Linked DNA regions of Pan troglodytes: region 2 is linked to region 1. The links are chromatin contacts, called in public Hi-C maps. All regions are on one chromosome and are shown on one strand. The core of a region is the stretch at or near the end of the contact, and the rest is flanking DNA. Distances in the headings are between cores, read along the strand shown. Region 1 has its middle 73 kb from the start of UBL3. Region 2 has its middle 190 kb from the start of KATNAL1.

Region 1 (4,936 bases), core at 2,150-4,649:
AATCCAGTGATCTGACAGGGCCAGGGGTGTGGTTCCTGACAATAAGGTAGGCTTTGTGGGAGGGTGTAGAGTAGCTCCAAGACGGCATGATCAAATATGAGGGCTGTAGGCTTAATATCTTCCCAGATGGCTTCAGCCTTCTTTCCTTCTTCTGTGGTCCACTGGGAGTGCAGTGGTCCAACCCTGCTTCACGCCCCTTTACAGGAGGTCCCAGAGGCTCCCAGGTTGGCAGCTCCTCTGGAAACACTGCTCCATCACATGCCCTGTGCAGATACCTGCGGGGTGCCCTGTTTCCTCCTAGATCCCACTTAAAATCCCACAATTTAGGACAACTGCCCTTCCTAGCCTTATATTACCTTCTTTTTTTAACCTTAATCTGACCAGGCCATTTGCCAGCTTTCAGCTGCTTTCTTGGATTTCTAGGCACTATGCTTTTTCCCAGGAATCTCCTCCTCCTGCCACCAGTGGGTGGCCATCCCTGCCTAGCAGAATCTGGAGCTCATTCTTTAAGGCTCAAACTCCACTACAAAGTCCTGACTAATTCTGCCTCTCCTGTGGTTCCATCACTTTGTAGCTCTATGAGAGTTGTCATGTTGCTTTGGACTTTTGGTCATTTGCTCTGACACTCAAAGCCAGCAACTTGAGAGTCAGCCTATGTTTTACTTATCTTGGTATTTTCCACACTCCTTACACATATGCGCCTTTCACCTGCTACATCTCAATTTGTTTGCCTTGGACAAGTCACTACATGTAAGACTTGGTGTCCTTCTCTGTAAAATGGGTCTAATAGTAATAAGTCCTTTCAGAAGGATTATCAGAATTAAATGAATTTATGCAAGTTCAGCATTTAGTGCGCAACTTGACACATAATGAGTGTTACTTGCTACTAGCATCAATATTTTATAAAAATAGAATTTTGGCCAAGCGCAGTGGCTCACGGATGTAACCCCAGCACTTTGGGAGGCCGAGGCGGATGGATCACGAGGTCAGGAGATGGAGACCACCTGGCTAACACGGTGAAAACACGTCTCTACTAAAAATATAAAAAATTAGCTGAATGCGGTGGCAGGCGCCTGTAATCCCAGCTATTTGGGAGGCTGAGGCAGGAGAATCGCTTGAACCTGGGAGGCAGAGGTTGTAGTGAGCCGAGATCGCACCACTGCACTCCAGCCTGGGAGACAGAGCGAGACTCCGCCTCAAAAGAAAAAAAAATAGAATTTTATTTATTTAATGCTATAACAGTCTCTTTCCAGCTTTTGGGACATTTCTTAATTTCCTTCCTTAGTGGAGAAAAAAGTACTTGCTATGTTTTGGTGTTCTTATTCCTAGCTGTGCGTCGAGATCATCTTGAGCCTTTAAAGATATTGATGCCTGAGACCCGCCCTCCAGAAACCGTCGTTCAGTAGGTGCGGTATAGCTGTGACTAATTTTTGTTTGTGGAGCATTTCTCATGCAGATCCAGGGTTGATAACCCCTGCAAATCACTAGATAGCTTACCATTTCTACCACAGGTCCCTTGGGCCTTTATTTCTCGAGTAACAAGCTGTAATTCGGGGCAATTCAATGGAGATTATCCTACTATTGATACCCAGAGATGTACATTTCACCTTTTGTAACCTCACCCCTGGTCACTCCGTCCAAGCTCCCATGATGACTCAGCATTCTTAATACCTCTTGGTTTTCCTTCTATTTCTGTAACAGTAAAGTACTTGTTCAGGATAACTTACTGCTAAGTAATAAAAACATGAAGTAGTGGTGAGTAGTAGGGGAAGAAGAACACATAAAATCTTTCCAGCTCTCCGTTTCTCATTTCTCCTCCCTAACTCATAATGAGTGGTAGGCCTGATCCCATCAGCCATGAGTGGGGAGGGCTGAGCTGAGGGCATGCATAGGAATGGCCTGGCCCCTGGGCCCACGTGAGCAACTGCACGGACAGTTGGGCTATTATAATAATAAGTCTAGGGTAATTGCTGATAGAGAGATGCAGATCCCTATTTTTTGCCCTGTAGCCGCTTAAAAACCTTTGTTCATAATTGTAGATGTAAAGCTTGTACTTCTTACTGGGCATTGGATTTCAATGGGAATTAGGCCAAAATATGGACCAGAGAATTGGCCCCACTGTGGCCAACCTGGGAATGCTGAGTCGGTCCTGTTCTGCTGACTCAATTCTCTCTTTGAACTGCAAGACTCACAGTCTAAGCATTGACACCAGTGGTTCTATTGCCAAGACAAAGGGGAAAAAAGGCTGATTAAATTTGAGACATGGCAGATAATGCCAAAAGGCAGAGGCAATGTGATCTCTGAAGAGAGAGAGACGGAATATGTGTTTTGGAGATACGAGTATTGGAAAAATGGAAATCTCATCATAAAATGACTGCTGTGAAGCAGTTGCTCTGAGGAATCCCCCTTTACCCATGTCCTCTTAGATTCCCTCTTTCTTTGTTCCCTTAGACTCTTCTAGTTCCAGATGGTCTCTGGTGGTTGCTGTTGTTTTTCTAACAGCCCGGGTTTTTAAGTCACTTAAAAACCCACATGAAAGGCCCATGAAATATCAAGGTGATTCTGAGGACTGGCTCCATTTGCTCCAGAGCCCAAGTTCTGGCTTAGGTAGAGGACACCCCAAGGAGACTCAAACCACAGATCCAACTTTGAGCTGCTTCCACAAGCCCCAAAATGCCTTGAGCCTAATCCAGACAGGCTTAAAAGTTTAGTTGGACAGGATCTTGGACATAATTTTTACAGGTTAGGAAACTAATAGCTAGAGAGGGTAAGTAAGTCACCCAGATCACATATCATGCCTGCGACAGAAACAGGACAAGCAACTGCCTTCCAACAGTCATGCACTTGCTGGGTTCCTTCTCTGAGCTGGGGAACGGCAGGCTAGCCCTAGAATGGCATGCGAGGCTGGAGAAGGAGACTGTTCCCAAGCCGTATACCCCATCCCCTTCAGTTTTGGGTGAATGCTTTTGGAAATTCTGTCTAGGCACCAATTACACAAACAAAACAGAAGAAGTGGAGACTGGGCGAGCCAGCCAGAGAGGACATTCTTTATGTATGAAGTCACTGGCTTTCAGTGCAAACTACTTACAGAAACAAGGTTCTTGTGTGGACTGCCACAAGTAAGGCTCTCCAAGGCCTCTAGTTGCAGCAGAGAAAATGTGATAAATCTACAAAACGTTCTGCAGCTTTACTCAGCTCTTTAAACTCAAATATTTGTTTTGGATGAGGAAATGGCTCAGGGCATGAGCACAATCTCACCAAGTGTGTGATCCTGGTGCCACGTGGCCACAGCGTGATTCAGGATTTCTCCTGCCTTAGCCACTCCTCTAACCAACAACAGCACCTGAGTCACACTCCTGGCGTCCTTGCTGGGGCTAGGACCCACCCCTCCATCGGCAGCCTTTGTCTCCGGGGGCGCGTGCAATACAGCGCCCCCTGCTGGGCACCCTGTCCTGCTCCTCTCCAGCTGGGTTTGCCTGCCTGGACTGGCTGCCCAAATTCAAGACATGGCAGCTAATGCCATGTGCGACTTAAAGGCTCTCCGCTTCCTATTTTACAAGAGGCTCTGTCTGCTTAAAGTGCTCAGTGCCTGGTGATGCCATGTTTTTTCCTGTCGCTAGCCCCCTCAAAAGAAGGAAATTCATTTGGGAGTTGTTTGAGGTGGATGAGGACATCCTTCCTACACATCTTTGGTGTCACTGGAACAGGTGGAATTCCTGGCTGGAGGCAGGTGATGCTCCGGTGAGCACATCAGAGTCAGTAGCCGCAGTCTGCTCACCCCGCAGCTGAGACGGGGGAGAAGCTTCGCCAGCTGCCTCATCAAATGGAATGCAAACAGAGAGGAGAGCCCCACTTGCTCATCATGCTCCTAGCTACTCCAGCCTCGCTCTAGGGTGCTCAGGGCAAAAGAGGGCAGCCCTCTGCCAAGGAGGGCTTCCTGGTGCGTCTTTCCATGGAGGAACGACTCCGCTGGGAAGGACTCCTGCTGGGGGGCTTGGGGCATCTGGATTGCCAGCTGTACGCAGCAAGGAGTGGCCGCAGAAAGTTCTGAGTGCTTCTTGAGGGAAAGCATAAGCCATCAGCAGAGAGGGAGAGAGTCAGAGCAAGAGCGAGAGCGAGCGAGAGAGAGAGAGAGAGAGAGAGAGAGAGAATGGGCCTCCCAATCTACAAAGTCCCTGCACCAGAAGTAAGGACATCAGGCTTGAGACCTTGAGGCTGCAGCTGTGCACACCCATTCCCCCAGCCACTGCTCATGCCTGCAGTTCCTGCCACAGAGAGAGGCCTTCCACCCCACAGCTGAAAATAAAACTAAAATGCACATACCCCTTTGACGGAAAAACAGTGACTTCAAAACCATCAAAACAAGAAGTCATTGATTTTAGATCCTTTACTGAGATTGATAGGGAAAAAGGATTATGCAGGAGCTGGACGTGAACCGTGGCTGCTACACAATTTGGGCTAGGGCTTACTCTTCTCTCATTAAAAAACCCTATTTATTCCACCAAAGTAGGTAGAGTTCCCCCTCTCCTCTTTGGATTCTCTACTATATTCCTTAGTAACGTCACGAGGCTTTCTCAGGACTAAGCCTGCAAGTTGTCTATTAACCCAGCTTTCCAGTGGGGACTGCCTAATATTGACCAAATACTTTAGAGAGTCATATCATCTGTGAGCTGGCAGAGATCCAGAACTCCAGTCTAGCACTCACATTTTACAGACAAGGAAGCCAGTGCCAGGGCCTTAGCCTGGTTTCACAACTCTTTCTCCGGTTCTCTTGGTGACTGACAACAAAACGACACCTCCCTATTCTGGTGTGGCTTGGGCTTCTGGCTGCTGGCACAGGAATAGCCAAAATCCTTCCTTTCAGGCTTTCTGTGTAATGGAAACCCTGCTTAACTAATTAGGGCCCACCTCTCTCGAACTCCTGAATCACTGGCAT
Region 2 (4,757 bases), core at 366-2,865, 190 kb after region 1:
TTGGACCTCTCTTAGGGCTGAATTTTACCCCTCTCCCCACCCCCCCCCAAAAAATCCTGTTGCCGTCTAGTGCCTCAGAATGTAACTGTATTTGGAGATAAGAGCTTTACAGAGTTAATTAAGTTAAGATGAGGTCTTAGAGTAGGCCCTAATCCCATCTGACTGGTGTCCTCATACAAAGAGGAAATCTGGACATAGACAAGTGCATGCACAGAGGAAAACCCATGTGAGCACACAGCAAAAGGCAGCCAAGGAGGCCCTGGAGAAACACGCCCGGACTACATCTTTATCTCGGACGTCCAGCCTCCAGAACAGTGAGAACATCTATGTCTGTTGTCTAAGCCACCCAGTCTATGATATTATACTATGCCTAGCAAACTGATATACCCCCAAACTCCCCCACCCCCTAAACTGGGCAAATGTTAGGTGACTTTGATGCTGAGAGTGCCTGAAGCAAACTCTTTATCTGCTCTTTTTATACACAAGGACTCTTGAACCACTCTTGAACCCGGAAGTCTCTGGCAATGGCTTGGGGATCCCACTTTGCCTACTCCTCGCCCCCGTCAATAGGGGAGTTGTTATCTCTTAAACCACTCCGGGAACCTCTCCTCTCTGGGTGGAGGTTAAGGGGACTCAGTCGGGGAGTTAAGTGACAAGGGTGCCTCTGGCAGAGCCTAGGTGTGTAAGCTTTGGCAAATGACCAGGCCTCGCTGAGCCCTGATTTTGTCCTCTGTAAAATGAGAGTGATCGGATTCCTTGGAGCACGAAATGCCTTCAATGTGAGGCTTAGCACGGGTCTGGCTCATAGTAACTGCTCTCACGCTCCACTAGCCACTCCTTAGCAGGAACGTGGGCACGAGAATTCCCAAACTTCCTCGAGTCAGTGTTCAGAACCCCGCCCTCCCTTTATCTTCAAAGGAGAAGGGAGAGCAGTGGGTTACAAGGGTCAGCTTTTAAATACCCCTGCTCTCCCTTGACCACAGACCCTGGGGAGTTTCCCCAGCTAAAAACGAAGTTTAGAAAATTGCTTGCAATGACCCGTGATTTCAAGGGCCCCAGTGAATGACAGATCTATTGAGGATAGGGCCCCCTGGCTGGAAATTTAGAAACATTTTGTTTTTGTAAGAGGAAAAAAAGGGCAGAGAGGCACGAGGGCTGCAGGGGATGGCTCTGGAAGGACACTGCAGCGAGGCTGCCAGACTCCTTGGAACCGCAGCGCCGACGCAGCCATTTCCCAGGGAGATCAATCCTCTGGCAGGTCCATTTCCTCCGCCGCGCGGGCGGCTGCGGGAGGCGGCGGCGGCGGGGGTGGCGGGAGCCATTAGTGACTCTGTGACCCCGTTCACCGAGCGCGTCCCCGCCCAGGTGCTCGCTGCCCGGCGCCGCGCCGTCCACCCCCGGCCGGGGCAGGTCGCGGGGCCCAAGCTGGTTCAAGCCCCCGTCGCTCGTCGCCTGGCTCTGCGCCAGGCCCCGTGCCCCTGGCTGCAGGCCGGCACCCCGCGAGCCGCAGCGCCCAGGCAGGCGAGCGCCGCTGCAACCTGCAAGCCTGAGTCAGCTCGCGGCGCGTGAGGCGCGCGCACTGCGTCCCCGCGCAGCCGTCGCAGCCAGGTGCTGGCCCGGAGCGCTGCGTCCCCAGACAGAAACCACGGCTCCCCCTGGCGGACACCGGTTCCCCAGCGCTGGGCTTTCCCCTTCAGTAGTTTAGGGGTAGTTTTCAGCTAAAGAAAACAGTGGACGCATTTTCCCATCAGAGGGCTTGGTGGCAGGATTCCCACAGGCTTAAGGAATGAAAGAAAGGAGATGCGATAGAAAGGAAGAATGGTAAGTAAGGCCCGGAAAGTGCAGGCAGAGAATGTTATGCACCTGCATGTCGTGAACCCAATGGCAACGAAACACTTACTTGTCTGCGGGGCAAATATAGCCGCGTTGGCTCTTTCTCCTGGAACCACGGATACTTTGGCAAGGAATGAATGAGTTATAAATGCAACGTTTTCTTAAATATATTAAATACATAACACTGACCTTCACAAAGGCTTTTATCTGGAATAAGGAATGAATAAGTAGGGTAATGAATAAGAAAGTTAAATTAAAGCACCATAGAACACAGTTTGAGTAACTTTAAAAATGTTTATTTACTTAATTTAATGAAAACAAATGATAAGTAAAATGTCTTCATATGAACATCTGAAAAAGCTTATAACTCTAAATGGCAATCCTAATCCAGCTGCTATAGTCAGGCTGCTATAGCAAAATGCCCTAGACTGGTAGCTTATAAACAATAGAAACTGATTTCTCACAGTTCTTGGGGCTGGGAAGTCCCAGATCAAGGCGCCAGCTGATTCAGTGTCTGGGGAAAGCCTGCTCTCTGGTTCATAGATGGTGCCTCCTAGCTGTGTCCTTACCTGGGAGAAGGAGGAAGAGCGTTCCCTGGGATCTCTTCTATAAGGGCACTAATCCCGTTCATCAGGGTGACCTAATCACTTCCCAAAGGCCCTGCCTGCTAATGCCATCACCTTGGGAGCTCAGTTTTAACGTGAATTTTGAGAGGACACAAACATTCAGACCTTAGCCTCAGCCTTGTGTTTTATTCCCTGAATACAATGTATAAATGTGGAAATGCCTGGGAATTTCAGCCATCTAAGTCAGGCAGTTAGCTTTGTGACATGGACTCCCTCTTGTAACTTACTCTGTGTGGACATCTGTTCTGTTGATTGTGTACAGAGTTGAATTTCACAGAGGCTGACGCAGCAGTGATCATTCAGACATTTCTGAATGGACGGCAAAAGAAGGAGGAGGAGAAAGTAAATACCAATGACTTACTTTGCAAAGTAAATTGACAGATCCTTTGTAGACCAAATCAGCAAGGTTGGGTTGTGTCCCTCTGGGCCTGGGTTTCCCACCTCTTGTAAAACCGGGAGAGGCAGAGAAGCTAAGACAGATGGTGGGTCTCCTGCGAGGCTCAGGGCCGAGCCGGCCTCAGAGGAAGTCTCTTCATCAGCACTCGGCAGCAGCAGCGTGGAGACTGTCCTCCACCCTTCCTGAAGCCACCAGCTTGGATGGCCCAGGCTTTCTTCCCATCACTCAGTTGTCAGAGCAACAGCTTCTGGAGGGAGCCAGCCCACGGCCCTGCCATTATGCTTCCCAGTGGCAGCTGGGGGATAGGGGGCAGTTAGGAGGAACAGAAACAGGTTGACATGGATCCAGGGAGCAGAGATGGCTCACAAGTGCAGATAGGGAGTGATCTTAAATCTACAAAATATGGATGAGAGACAGCATAGGCAACGCTTTAGGCTTTGTGTTAAGCCTTTTAATTCAAGTCATCAAGTGTTTACAAGTGCTTTCTAATTAGAGAGGACATGGAATAATTTGAAGACAAAGAATTACGTAAAGAAGATAGTTTGCTACCCATATGTTGGTGAAAGAATAACTTTTCTGATCTAATTGGGCCAAACCAAACTAAACACCTAACACCAAAGACAGCAAGCAGTATCTGCATTATTATTTAGCAAATATTAAAGAGCTCTTGTGGCCAAACATTCTTAGTGGAAGGGGTAAAAGTCCCAGCATCTTTGTTTATATAAAGACATAAGGAAGGATCTTTTATAGTAGTGGTTCTCAAAGTGTGGTTCTCAGACCAACAGCAGCAGCAGCACCTGGGGACTTAGGAATACAAATTCTCAGGTTTTGCCCCAGAACTACTGAATCTGAAACTCTGAAGATGGGGCCTGGCACCCGTGTTTTAGCATACCCTCAGGTGATTCCAATACACTCTGAAGTTTGAGAACCACGACGCTAATCTTATCTTCCCTGCGGTGTCAGATTTAACTAGGTTTAAAAGAGTCAGAGTAGATCTAAAAGAATGGATTTAAAATAGGGCTTGGAATATAAGAAATAAAGCTTGAAAAAATACAAAATCATAACTCCCAACTTCTATCCAGTGCAAGACGCCCTGCATAAATCAGCAATGGAGACTATGAAAAGAGTCAGATAGGACAAAAGGGGAAGGGAATAGGTTCAATGGAACCCAGAGAGAGGCTTCCGGTGATGTGCCACAGGGTTCTGCATTGTCAGGCCCACTAAACATCTCCATGATCACTGATAAGACTAAACAAATACTCACCAAATTTTAAAACTATGAATTTAATTAAGTTGACAGCAATCCCACCTGTTTGATAGGTCTGAGAAAATGTATTAGTCCATTTTCACACTGCTATAAAGAATACCTGAGACTGGGTAATTTGTAAACAAAAGAGGTTTAATTGACACACAGTTCTACAAGGCTGGAGAGGCCTCAGGAAACTTACAATCATGGTGGAAGGTGAAGGGGAAGCAGGGCACTTCTTACATGGTGGCAGGCGAGAGAGATAGCACACGCAGAGGAAACTGTCACTATTAAACCAGATCTCGTGAGAACTCCCTCACAATCACAAGAACAGCATGGGGGAAACTGCCCCCATGATCCAATCACCCCCAACCACCTCCAACCAGGTCCGTCCCTTGACACATGGGGATTACAATTCCAGATGAGATTTGGGTGGGGACACAGAGCCAAACCATATCAGAAGGTATCAACAGAATTGGAACTGCAGTTTAAAGCCAACAACGTGTCATTTATTTGAGATAACATATTGCTGTCAGGACCAAGCAATCAACAGCACCAATGCAAATGAGTTAGGGTCTGTAAAGACAATATACTTAGTAAGTACCAATGCAAATGAATTAGGGTCTGTAAAGACAATATATTTAGTAAGCACCAA

The links. A called contact is a pair of places that touch in the nucleus more often than the background predicts.
Region 2: a Hi-C map of stem cell-derived neural progenitor cells shows a contact between it and region 1, with 4 times the contacts expected there. The contact joins two enhancer-like sites. A contact is called at or near these places in 2 of 7 Hi-C or Micro-C datasets (blood and stem cell-derived neural progenitor cells) and 1 of 1 datasets of contacts at active chromatin or transcription factors (stem cell-derived excitatory neurons).

Annotation. Positions count from the first base shown.
Region 1 is chr14:29,092,037-29,096,972 of NHGRI_mPanTro3-v2.0_pri, forward strand. No RefSeq gene overlaps it. Among named protein-coding and RNA genes, the nearest start is that of UBL3, 73 kb to the left of the region's middle. Within about 2 kb of position 3,400, at least 12 of the 24 cell types and tissues checked have an H3K27ac peak or open chromatin away from gene starts, as enhancers often do. A contact at or near this core is called in stem cell-derived neural progenitor cells, where this site is marked.
Region 2 is chr14:29,284,571-29,289,327 of NHGRI_mPanTro3-v2.0_pri, forward strand. No RefSeq gene overlaps it. Among named protein-coding and RNA genes, the nearest start is that of KATNAL1, 190 kb to the right of the region's middle. Within about 2 kb of position 1,616, at least 15 of the 24 cell types and tissues checked have an H3K27ac peak or open chromatin away from gene starts, as enhancers often do. A contact at or near this core is called in stem cell-derived neural progenitor cells, where this site is marked.